Linked DNA regions of Manis pentadactyla: region 1 is linked to region 2. The links are chromatin contacts, called in public Hi-C maps. All regions are on one chromosome and are shown on one strand. The core of a region is the stretch at or near the end of the contact, and the rest is flanking DNA. Distances in the headings are between cores, read along the strand shown. Region 1 holds the start of RTN4 (reticulon 4). Region 2 holds the start of RPS27A (ribosomal protein S27a).

Region 1 (5,703 bases), core at 1,264-3,763, 140 kb after region 2:
TTGGGTAAATTCTACTCTTATTCACCACACTATGTTTTAGAAGTCACTGAGCTCAATAGTATAAAATTCTTATTTTTCTTCTGCTTCAGAGGAGAGTGCTTACATTATTGACTCAGTATTTACTGCTATTTGCTACTAAAGTTCTAATAATTCTATTGTGATACTTTAAATAAAAATACTCCCTTGAGATTATTTTAGTAATAGAAGGAACCCAGATAGTGCAGAAATATCATATGAGCAACTTATAATAATATATGAAAAACCTCTGAAAATATTCTGTTAAGGAGTTTCGGAACAATCATAGTGGGGTGAACAGCATAAGAAGACTGAATTGCTGATAGTTAAATTGTAAAAATAGAAAAAGTTCGTACCATAAAATGTTGCTAATATATTTTTGCATGTGTATGCAGTTAGGTGAAAATCATGTATATTTTTGATAATTTTTGACAAATACTTGAAACATGACTTTTAGTTATCTTTGGAATCTGTTGTTTAAATTTTTAATTTGGTATTAAACCTCCCATCACAAAATTCTATGCTAATAACCTCTCATTACTCTTCCCAATCCCTGCCCCACCCCCAAAAGAAAAACAGACTCAAAGGATTGGTACTGCAGGTCTTGAATGTATTAATAATTAACCTGATCAGGTAACATTGCCAGGGAATCTTGTTCTACCTATCCTTTCTTAAAAAAAAAAAATTAATTTCCTAGAGCAGTTTTAGATTTACAGAAAACTTGAACAGAAAGCAAAGTTCTCATACATTTACATGCTATTCTTCCCAACCAGCTTCCCTTATTACTCACATCTTGCACTGCTGTGGTACATTTGTTAAAACTGATGAATATCAATATATTATTAACTAAAGTCCACAGTTTACATTAGGGATAGCTCTTTGTGTTATACAGTTGTATGGTTTTGCCAAATGCATAATGTCACGTACTCACCAGTACAGTATTATACAGAATAGTTTCACTGCCCTAAAAATCTGTGTTCCACCTATTCATCTCCCCTACCTCCTCCCCCAACCTGCACATGTCCTTTTTAATACCCAAATTAACGCTAGGATAATATTAATTGATTTGAGAATTTGCTTAAATAACCAGTGACTCCCTGTGGCAATCATTTAGATTAGCGCTATCCAATACAAATATAATGTGAGGCATATATGTATTTAAAATTTTCTAGAAAATGCATTAAAAAATTAAAAGTAAAAGGTGACGTATCTTATACTTGTTCCAATATATCCAAAATATGACTTACAAAACTGAACATTTTTTTTGTACTCTCAAGTCTAGTGTGTGTTTTAAAATTACAGCACATCTCATTTCAAACTAGTCACATTTCAAGTGCTCAATAACTACAAGTTGCCAGTGACTAAGGTATTTGAACTGTGCAGGCCTAGATGGTGAGCAGTTTGAAAGCAGTTTATTCTCCTCTCTCCAGGGCTGGAGATTAGCAAATATTTTGGAAAGGTTTATCAGAGAGATAAAGGAGCTTTCTAAATCTCTGGGTGCTGACACATGTCTGTAAACACTTTCTTTAAACCCTCTCTCCAGTTTTGGAAAAAGTAGAATGGGGATCACGCTCACTCCAACCTATCAAAGAAATGAATATTGGGCTTCCTGACTCCCAGAAGGCCTGAATCATCTGAAGTGTTGACTCATGAACCTAAGGTGACTGAAATGTAATGTGAATCGAATTTGCCTTCCAAGGCATCGTTGTTCCCACTTTTCTCCCTCCTCTCCCTCTCTTTGGGTGACTCATCCTTCTACCACTTAAAGAGTCCAGGGGCAGGCAGATCCTAAAACCCTCCTGGAAGGACATGAGTGGACTTTCAAATAGACAACCCCAGTCCTCAGATTATATCCAGCCCAGTGGAGTTGCCTACCTCATTCAGAGGCTGTAGTTTTAGACTGAGAGTGATCCTAAAATTGTCCAAGACCAATTTATTTTTTTTTAAGGTGGTGAAGGTAGTAGTGATGAGATGGTCTGAGAATTTACGTTTGAAAAAAAATGTAATCTTTTGTTTCAAAATCTTTTAAAACTTAATGCATACTTAAATCTTTACGGCCTCCTTCATGGCCCTGTTAGTACCTCTCTTCACTCTGGGTTTTTTCCTTTCCTGGGAGGAAAGTTACCATCCCCACCCCCCACCCCCACCCCCCTGTTAACGCCCTTCCGGTGGTTTCGAGCCAGACACTTCTCGGAGCCCTCAAGGCAAGCAGCCCGCCCGCTCGCTTTCGCAGTACCCTAACTGCAGACGGACCCCCCAGCTGCAGGTTAGGCCGAGACCCCCGGCCAGGCCAGCCGCGTCCAAGGTGGAGGGTGGGGCTACCAGCGCCAAGCCCCGCCCCCCGAGCCCACCCCAGCCGGTGAGAGAGAGGAAGTGCAATAGCCCAACCCACGTTCATCTCTTTCCCTTTCCGTTGGGCCGGCTGGTTGCCCATCGTCTGTGTCCCTTAGCCGATTGGTCCTCTCCCTCCCGCCGTCCGTGCCGCTCCCTGTCGGGAGGGTGAGTCACGCCAAACTGGGCGGAGAGTCTGCTGGCCTCTCCTTCGCTGGGTGGGCGGTGGCGGCAACTGGGGACGGGGCGGGTGGCGCATCACGGGCGCGGAGCCGGAGGAGCAGCCTCATTGTTCCGGGAGCCGCCGCCGCTGCAGGTCACTCGGCTCGCTGGGCCCTGCCGCTCAGTCCTCCCAGCCCCCACAGCGGCCCCGAGGAGAAGCGTGCCCCGCAGAGGGGGCCGCTGCAGCATCGCCTGCGACCCGGCAGCCATGGAAGACACGGACCCATCGCCTCTGGTCTCCTCGTCCTCCGACAGCCCGCCGCGGCCCCAGCCGCCGTTCAAGTACCAGTTCGTGAGGGAGCCCGACGACGAGGAGGAGGAGGAGGAGGAGGAGGAAGACGACGAGGACGAGGACCTGGAGGAGCTGGAGGTGCTGGAGAGGAAGCCAGCCGCCGGGCTGTCAGCGGCCCCAGCGCCCACAGCCCCAGCCGCCCGCGCGCCCCTGCTGGACTTCGGCAGTGACTTCGTGCCCCCAGCGCCCCGGGGGCCCCTGCCGGCCGCGCCCCTGGTCGCCTCGGAGCGGCAGCCGTCGTGGGACCCGAGCCCGGCGTCGTCCACGGGGCCCGCGCCACCCTTCCCATCCGCGGCCGCAGTCTCGACCTCCAAGCAACCCGAGGACGCTGAGCCCCCGGCCCGGCCTCCGCCTCCGCCCCCGGTCAGCGTGAGCCCGCAGCCCGAGCCCGTGTGGACCCCGCCCGCCCCGGCTCCCGCCGCGCCCCCCTCCACGCCGGCCGCGCCCAAGCGCAGGGGCTCCTCCGGCTCCGTGGGTGAGTGCCGCGCCCTCCCGCCGCCCCTCCCTCTTTTGTGTGCGGCCCCGGAAGCCTCGGGCGGAGCCCTCTTCTCCTCCCCGGAGCGGGCATTGTCTGTGGGTCTCGGGGCGCAGGCGCCCCCCCTGGTGGGAGCCGTGGGGAGCAGGGTGGGGTGGCCCTGGAAGCCTGGGCTTGTTCCTCATTGTCTGGGTTTCGGGGAACACGTGCCCCCCGCCGTCTCCCAGGTTCTTCCCCCTAGTCCGCAGTCCACTGGGTCTCAAAGTTAGGCACCCAACTCTGGTAGGAGCTGGGTGTGTTTCGGGGACCTAGGGTTGTGGATTCATTGGCTGGCTTGGTTCCAGGGTGAGGATGGACGGGCCTTGGAGCCCTCATCTTTTGTCAAACACCCGTCTGGATTGCTCCTAGGGAAACGGCGCAGTTTCGCTGCTCGTCTGTTTGCCTGCATTCAGCCCTGGCTCCCCTCTTCACCCTTCGCCTGGCTTGGGTAGCCCCCATGCGCTTCATCTCCCGCCTCCCTCCCCCACCCCGCACCCCCTTGCTCCCTCTTGCGCTGGTGGGGAGCTGGCCCAGTGGAAAACGTCCACATTTTGACCCAACTGCAGTGCAGAGAGAGCGCCTCCAGTGGTGTGGCGCGTGGCGAACTGGGAAAGAGAGAGTTCTGGAGAAGTCCTGCCACCTCCCCCGCTTACCCTGGTTGTGATGTGGCGAATCCCCGTCAGCTAAACGGAGCCGGGGGAAATGGCATCTGGGCATTTCCAACGGGCCGCAGCTCTGCCAGGGACTCAGATGTGCAGTGTGAGGAATCGCTGTTAGTGTGGACAGGTTTAGCCTCTTAATGCATCATAAGAATCATAAGATTAAAAAAAGGCAAGATAGTTGACATTCTTAAGGGGAAACCTGTAGATTCCTTGTCAGGAATAGGCCAGTTGAACTTGTATCCGATTTACCAGGAGATTTAATGAAATGTTTTGAAATCGACGTTTTCATGTATTGGTTAGAAATACTATTTCTTAGAAGTTGTATTTTCTAGGACTGCAGAAACAAGTCTGCATAGGCTGTAAATAATTTCAAGTCTTTACATTTACCTGAGTATAATGTTTTTAGGAATATTGTTTTGTTAACCCTTTTCATCTTGCGAAATTGTTTGAGGTTAGAGATTGAGAATCCATCTTAGAGAAATTGTTAGTTTATTAACAAGTAGCTTGTTACTTTGCGACATAACGTGTCTTAGTAGCAGTAGGACTTTTTTAAATGTATAAAACATCAACAGTCAGGTAGCGTAACTGCCTGCCGAGAACTCTTAGCCTTATTGGATTTTAGAAATGGTTCGTTTTATGAAAAAAGAATCTGAGATCACAGAAGAAATTTTTTCCTTCAATCCATTCCTGCTCCACGGTGTGAAAATAAACCAATTGTGAAATTTCTGAATAACATTTTGATAGTGAAGTACCCAAAGCATTACTCAAAACACTAATCACTGCTCTAAAAGATGCTAGATGAGGAATAACTCAGTCTTTCATTTTCTGAATCAAAAACACACATTTGAGAGAAACTAAGGTGAGGTAGAATAATAAAAAGTAGTGAGAAATTTTCAAAGGTAACAGAAGCATACTAATTTGTCATCTTGAATTGCTGCGTGAAAACAGAGAGGATTCCTTTTCTTTGAACACTAGGAATTCAGGAGGTGACAGCATTCTGTTGGAATTTTGACTTTTGGAATACTAACTTTGGAAGACAAAGTAGAGAGAACAATGCCTACTGAGGGGACTATCTTTACATAGTTCCCTGATTATGTATTGATAGTACCTACTGTGAAACTTCAGTTCTTTAGTAAATGCAGGGCACTGTGATTGTGGTCATGGATAGTTAAACCATTTCAGTTGAGTCTAGATTTAACAGAGTTTGTTCATTCAGCTGATGATTGTTTACCTACAAGGACACAGGCACTGTTTTGGGCTATGAAGGTATAGCAGTAAACAAGACACCTGGCTCCCTATGGGAGAACTACAGATAATAAGCACATAAAGAACAAACTTTATAAATAGTGGTAAGTCTTATCAGGAGAATAGGATGGTACCATGGAAAATAATTGGGATGTGTGTGTGGGGCCCTTTATAGGTAAGTTGTCACTGAGAAAGGCCTTTCTGAGTAGGTGAGATCTGAGCTGCAGAGATAAAAAATTTTGAAGCAACTCCTAGGAGGCAAAAACCCTGAGACAGAAAAGAGATTTGTGTATTTGAGAATCTTGTAAGAAGCCTGCTTGTGGGAGAGTGGTTGTCAGTGAGAAGGGAGAAGAGGGCTCCTAGATCATTTGGGATCTCTAACAGGCCATGGTAAAAAGTTTGACTTAAAAAAATAATGTTTA
Region 2 (6,057 bases), core at 1,769-4,268:
AGAGATGCCCTCACAAAAAAAAAAAAAAAAAAGGACAGACTTCCAATGGTAAAATAAATAAGTAACCGGGATGTAATGTATAGCATAAGGAATATAGTCAAGATATTGTAACAGCTTGGTAGGGTGATAGCTGGAACCTAGAAATATGTATATAAATGTTCTACCACTGTGTTGTACACTTGAAACTAATGTAATGTAATACTGTGCGTCAACTACCCTTCAATAAAAAATAATTATTAAAAAAAAAAAAAAAAAAAATTGAGTTCTTGACATTGACAATTATGTTCCCTTGTACTAGATGGCAAACATACCAGCCAAACCAGCCAGGGACTCACCATGTTTCTGAACTGACAAAGCTTAGCCTTTAAATTTTTTACATAACAAATAAGTTATGTAGCCTCTTAACACCAATTCATACAAATCTCAAACTAAGGGGCCAGTTCTTCACCAAAGGTCATTTGGCAATGTCTGGATTACCCTTTTTCGTTTTAGGGTGGGGCTCTATGCTACTGCAATCAAGTGGGTAAAAGCCAGGGATGCCATTCACCATCCTATGATGCACAGGGAACCCACACAACAAAGAATTATCTGGTCCAAAATAGTACTGATGTAAAAATCAAACACAAAACTGGTTGATATCTAGACAGCTGACATTAAATAGAATTCTCCTGCCAAAGTTTAGAGTGTTTATTAAAAGTGATCAATTTAATGATAAAAGCCACTCTTAATAAATCACTGGAATAAACTCCAACAATTAATGTTAGTTCATGTCTTTTATTAACCCATATACAATTATTTGTCTTCCGGTTTGTTGAAGCAATAGGTTAGACAACATTTGCCACAATAATGTCTGTCAAAGTGGCTGGCCATAAAAACTCCAGCACCACATTCATCTGAAGGGCACTCCCGGCGAAGACGACTAATTTTGCCATTCTCATCCACCTAAAAAGAACAAACCTGCTGTTAAGATAATTTTAGAAGACATTCTGCAATCTAAGTAACTCAAAATGTTTAACATTTTATTCACACAACACTGGTAATTTTTAATACTTCTAAACCAAAGCACCCCAAAGCCTTACAAGTAATTACAGTAACAAAAAAAGTTCAGAGTTCATTAAAGTGGTGGATGGAGCTAAGACCTGAAACTCAGATCTGACTTCAAAATCAGAACCTTAGTTGGAACCAGTTATAAGGGAACCTCATTATATAAAACTTGTTCAAATACTAATTAAGCAGGGAGGAAAAGAGCAAAACGTCTATATTGAAGAGAGTTTGAAACCAGAGATGCAAATAAAACATTATAGGTAAAAATTTTAATATGCAGGTTCACCTTATAATATTTCAGAACAGCCAGCTTAACCTTCTTTCTCTTATGTTTATTCTTTTTGGGAGTGGTGTAAGACTTCTTCTTTCTTTTCTTAGCACCACCACGCAGTCTCAGTACAAGATGAAGAGTGGACTCCTATTAATTAATGTAAGAGGAACAAGCAGGCTTTAAAAATGATTAAGCTTACACTTCAGTAAGAACTGTTAAGTAGCATCAGGCATCTTATAATTGGATGGGATAGGAAATACACAATTACATAAATAGAACCTTGGGGGTAGTCTGACTCTTAATTACTATTTTACTGGGAGATTAAAGAACACATCAAATTACACCAGCGGATGCACTCTGCAAAATCTAGAATGAGAGAAACTGTTTCTCAAAAGTTTGTGTAGGAGTCACCTGGGAATATGCTGCTAATCTAATACTATTTCCCCCACTTTTGCATATTGGTCAAAGTTTCCAAAATACTTTTATTTAAAACGCTCTTTCTTCCAAACAGACCTTTTGAATGTTGTAGTCAGACAAAGTACGTCCATCTTCCAGCTGTTTGCCAGCAAAGATCAGTCTTTGCTGATCAGGAGGAATTCCTAGTGAAAACAAACAATTAAGGGCAGCAGAACAAGTTTATCTGCTGGAGATTTACAAAGTAACCCTGAAACAAACAGTACTAAATAGTTGTTACTGAGTTCTTTCTACAGGTTAGGTGTAGTTTTAAATGTTTATGTATTTCACCTTAATATCAAGAACACTTAATACCTGTTAGTTTTCATTTTGATGAAGAAACAGGTGTTGCTAATAGTTGAACAAATTCACACATTTGAAACGCACGACTGCTTAGCTCCACGCTCATAAACTTTTTTTTTTTGTCTCTTGTTACTCAAATGAATTAATTCTGTCTGTGAGAACCGTGCCCACCCCACAAAGAGCAGATACGAGGTTATTTACAGAAGGGTCGAACGTCTACAAATTAATTTTCTGAACTAGAAAAAATTACTTGCCTTCCTTATCCTGGATCTTGGCCTTTACATTTTCTATTGTATCCGAAGGTTCAACCTATTAAGTTTTAAAAAGAAAATGCACTGGTAACACACTGAGAAACTAGCTCACTTCAATTTGGAGGTCACCACTGAAGCCCACCCACCAGAGCCGATCACTCAGCCGGCGGGCAGGCAACCTCCCGGGGCTGAGCTGGGGAGCATGTCCTCACCCGCTCGGGGCCGGCGCGCGTGCTCGCGTCCGCCCGGCGGGGAGCAGCGCTTCCCGGCCGCTGGCCCCCCTGCGCCGGCTACCCGGCCGGAACCACCGGAAGCCCAAGTCCTGGCTTCGAGCATCGGGAACCAGCCGTAGGACCCGCTCGGCAAACAACGCCCGGCTTCGGGCCAGGTTTCAGATGGCAGACTCAGAGGCACTTTCCAAGGCCGCAAGCAGAGCCGGACCCGAAATCCACCTCAGGCCCTCACTCAGGCCTTGGCTTCCTCAAACCCCCTGGCCGGTACCTCGAGAGTGATGGTCTTCCCTGTGAGGGTTTTCACGAAAATCTGCATCTTGGCGGCGGCTCCACCTGAGGTTGAGGAAAAAGCAAGGCCCGGTTAGACCTGGGGACACGGATGAGGAGACGGACGCGCCGCCGTACGGCACGCGGCCTCGGCGAACACACTCACCGCAGATGGCGGCTCGGAAAGGAAGAGCGCCGCGCAGGCCCACAGGGTTTCCCCGCGCCCTCGCCCGAGGCCCCGCCTCCCAGGTGGCCATGCCGATGCCTGGCGGTCGCCACAGCGGCTGTCTAGCTGTATGCCAGACCCAGTCGTGAGCCTCCTTTCTCTTCTCTCTAACCCGGGCTTCTCACTTTAACCTGCAGAATGCTCTTGAGGTAGTAGACTTACAACTTGAAAATGTATTTAAAAGACTTGCCCCATACAGTCAACGTGGCTAAAAGGGTCTTTAAAAGGCGGTATGGTTGAGGGGCGCCTCACGCAGGAAAAGGGAAGAAATGGAAGCGTCTTCTGGGCATGGTAGTTTTCCGCTGCTTTCCTTAGCCGAGACTACTTGTCCCAAGATGCAGTTCCGGGCCTCCGGTTCCCTAGTTACTGTCTCCAAGCACAGGTTCCGGAGTTTGGAGGAAGGGATTGAGGTGAGGAGGGAGGAAGGCTGAAGCGGCGTAAAGGCTTAGAGGAAGGTAGAAACGGGTCGGAAATGATAGGAGGAACGTTACGGGGCAGGAGACGGGACTAGGTTCTCTCGTGTACCTAGACGGCGAGGGGCGGAGCGCCTGCGGTCTACCACCCGACGCTCGGTGGGCTTCCGAGAGGAGGAAATTCCCGTAGCAACTAGGCAAACTGAAAAAAAGGTGGTACCTTCAAAACCTTTGATTCCTCCTTTTCTCGCCCTGTGGCCTCTTCTTGCCGTCAACCCTCGAGTTTCTCCTAGCCTAAGGAAGGTTCTGAGCTTGGTGTTGAAAATCTCAGTTTTCAGATTTTAAAATGAAGCCATACGGGAAAGAGTGGTGGAATGTTTATTTGGCTATAGAATTTACAAGTTTGGACGTTGGGAGTGGTGGTGAACGCGGGCCGTTAGAAGCGAGTTGCGCCCTCCCTATCTGGCCTTTCTCCGCTGCACAAACGACGGAATCCTGTATAATGTACCCTCCTAATGTCTCCTCTGTTTATCTATCTGTGCTCTCCCCTCAGCATCACCATTCTCAGATGTAGGCACTCCTTAATTTTCTTGTGGAAAGGTTCAGTATCTAACTTGTATCTTTATCTTTTTCCAACCCACCTTCACTTTTGCTTCCAAAATATTCTAAAAATTAAAAATAATTATGCCATTACAGTTGACCCTTGAACAACAAGAATTTGAACTTTGGGGGTACACTTACAAGTAGATTTTGTTTCCAGTCAATATATTGGAAATTTTGGGGGACCTTGGTGAAAAACCTTTTTTTCTCTACCTTATTGTAAGATTACTTTGTTGTAACACGTAGACAAAATATGTGTTAATTGACCTTCTGGTCACCAATAGGCTACTACTAGTTAAGTTTTAGGGAAGTCAGAAATTACACCCAGATTTCTGACTGTGTTGGGATTGGCACCCATAACCCTGTGTTGTTCAGGGTCTCCTGTATTCTACTTCACCTTCAGGATAAAATCCAAGTTCCCTAGTATGATAGTTAGCCTCTGCCTCTCTTACAGCCTAACCTGCCAACCTATTACTTGCTTTACACTTTAATAACTGAGCTAATGGAAATTTCTGAGTTATGCTATCTCATGCTTTGGCCTTTCTGAAGAGTCCATTTCTTTTCCAGGAATACTTTTCCTCCCATAATCTGCCTACTAGTCACCTTTACAATCAAACTCCTTGAAGGAGTTGTCTATATGCATTGTCACCAATCCTTCCCTTTCTATTGACTGAACCTACGTCTGTCAAGCTTTGTCCCCACCAAATGTATCAGTGAAATAGCACTTGTGCTAGATTTAGTGGTTATGTAGTACTTGATTTGTGTTAATTCCAGGGGGAAAATCTTTTTCCCAACCTGGGGCAAATTACCTTTCAAACGGAAATTGGTCAAAGGGAGAAATAAAGTGGGAGAAACCGGTTTATTGCTCACAAGCAGTCGTCCACTTTTGCTTACCCGTGTCTCTCACCACCTGGCTGCAAAAAAGGGACACATCCAACCTCTCCGGTCCAGATACACCATTTGCCTTGCCAGTGGGTTTCAGCCCCGGACAAGTTCACTATGGATTCAACGAGGCCAAAGAAATGACAGTGGAACGTTCTTGGGATGAAAGGGTTTATACCCAACTTTATTCCCACAGTGGCAGGTCAGTCACTAGAATCCCATCCACTCAGAGAGTCTGCATGCAGCAAGCTGGTCTCTGCCTCTGGGCCTCTGCCCCCACAACCATGTCAGTCTCTGACCTTGGTGCTGCCACCACTCCAGTCTCGTCTTTTCTCTCCTGCAGGCTTGCAGCCATGCCACCATGTCGTCCAGAGCACTGGGCGGAGCTCTTTATATAGAGTCAATAACAACGTATTGCCCACACGTGAGTAGTGAGCCAGCCAACCAGGGCCAGGTGAGAATCTTGGCCATAGGAACCTTCACTTTATCCAAACCGTTGTTGCCCCGTAATCACCTATTGATATGGAAATAGACTACTTTGCTCCACCCCTTGGAAACACCTATTGATGTGGCGATGCACTAAGGCCAGGCAAGAGATTCTGAAAATATTGCAATTTTACTCACAGTCTGTCAGCAACCTTTGACACAATTGATCACTTCCTTCTTATAAACACTTTGTTCAGCAGACTTCAGCATGCACTTCTCACTTCTACCTCCTTGGACACTCTTTTCCAGGCTCTTAATACTTCTTCCTCTTGATCTACCAGACCTCTAAACTTTGGAGTACCCCCAAGGTCCAATACTTGGACCTCTGCTTTGTTTATTTTTTCCAGGTAATTTTCATTCTGTCTTATAACTTTTGTGTACCATTTATGTGCAGATGACTTACAGACTTTAACTCAGACTACCCACCTGAGCTCCAGCTTCACATATCTAGCTGTGTACTCAACATCTTAATAGGCAAGCTCCAAACTCCTGATCTCATGGAATTGCCTTTCCCATCTCCCATCTTTCCAATTACTAAGGCTAAAAACTTTATTGTCATCCTTGACTGCTCTCTCATACCCACATCTAATCCTCAGCAAATCTTGGCTTTATTTTCACAGAGCAGCAA

Evidence for each region. A called contact is a pair of places that touch in the nucleus more often than the background predicts.
Region 1: a contact with region 2 is called in a Hi-C map of fibroblasts, with 4 times the contacts expected there. The contact joins the promoter of RTN4 here to the promoter of RPS27A in region 2. A contact is called at or near these places in 2 of 3 Hi-C or Micro-C datasets (fibroblasts and skin fibroblasts).

What each region holds. Positions count from the first base shown.
Region 1 is chr2:190,111,932-190,117,634 of mManPen7.hap1, forward strand. It overlaps RTN4 (reticulon 4), which reads left to right and starts at 2,514. Exons shown (of 9, transcript XM_036925959.2): 1 at 2,514-3,335. The coding sequence starts at 2,777.
Region 2 is chr2:189,970,724-189,976,780 of mManPen7.hap1, forward strand. It overlaps RPS27A (ribosomal protein S27a), which reads right to left and starts at 3,019. Exons shown (of 5, transcript XM_057497198.1): 1 at 2,824-3,019; 2 at 2,326-2,380; 3 at 1,829-1,914; 4 at 1,331-1,462; 5 at 759-942. The coding sequence starts at 2,871. The coding sequence ends at 793. It overlaps CLHC1 (clathrin heavy chain linker domain containing 1), which reads left to right and starts at 3,130. Exons shown (of 13, transcript XM_057497199.1): 1 at 3,130-3,458; 2 at 5,287-5,397.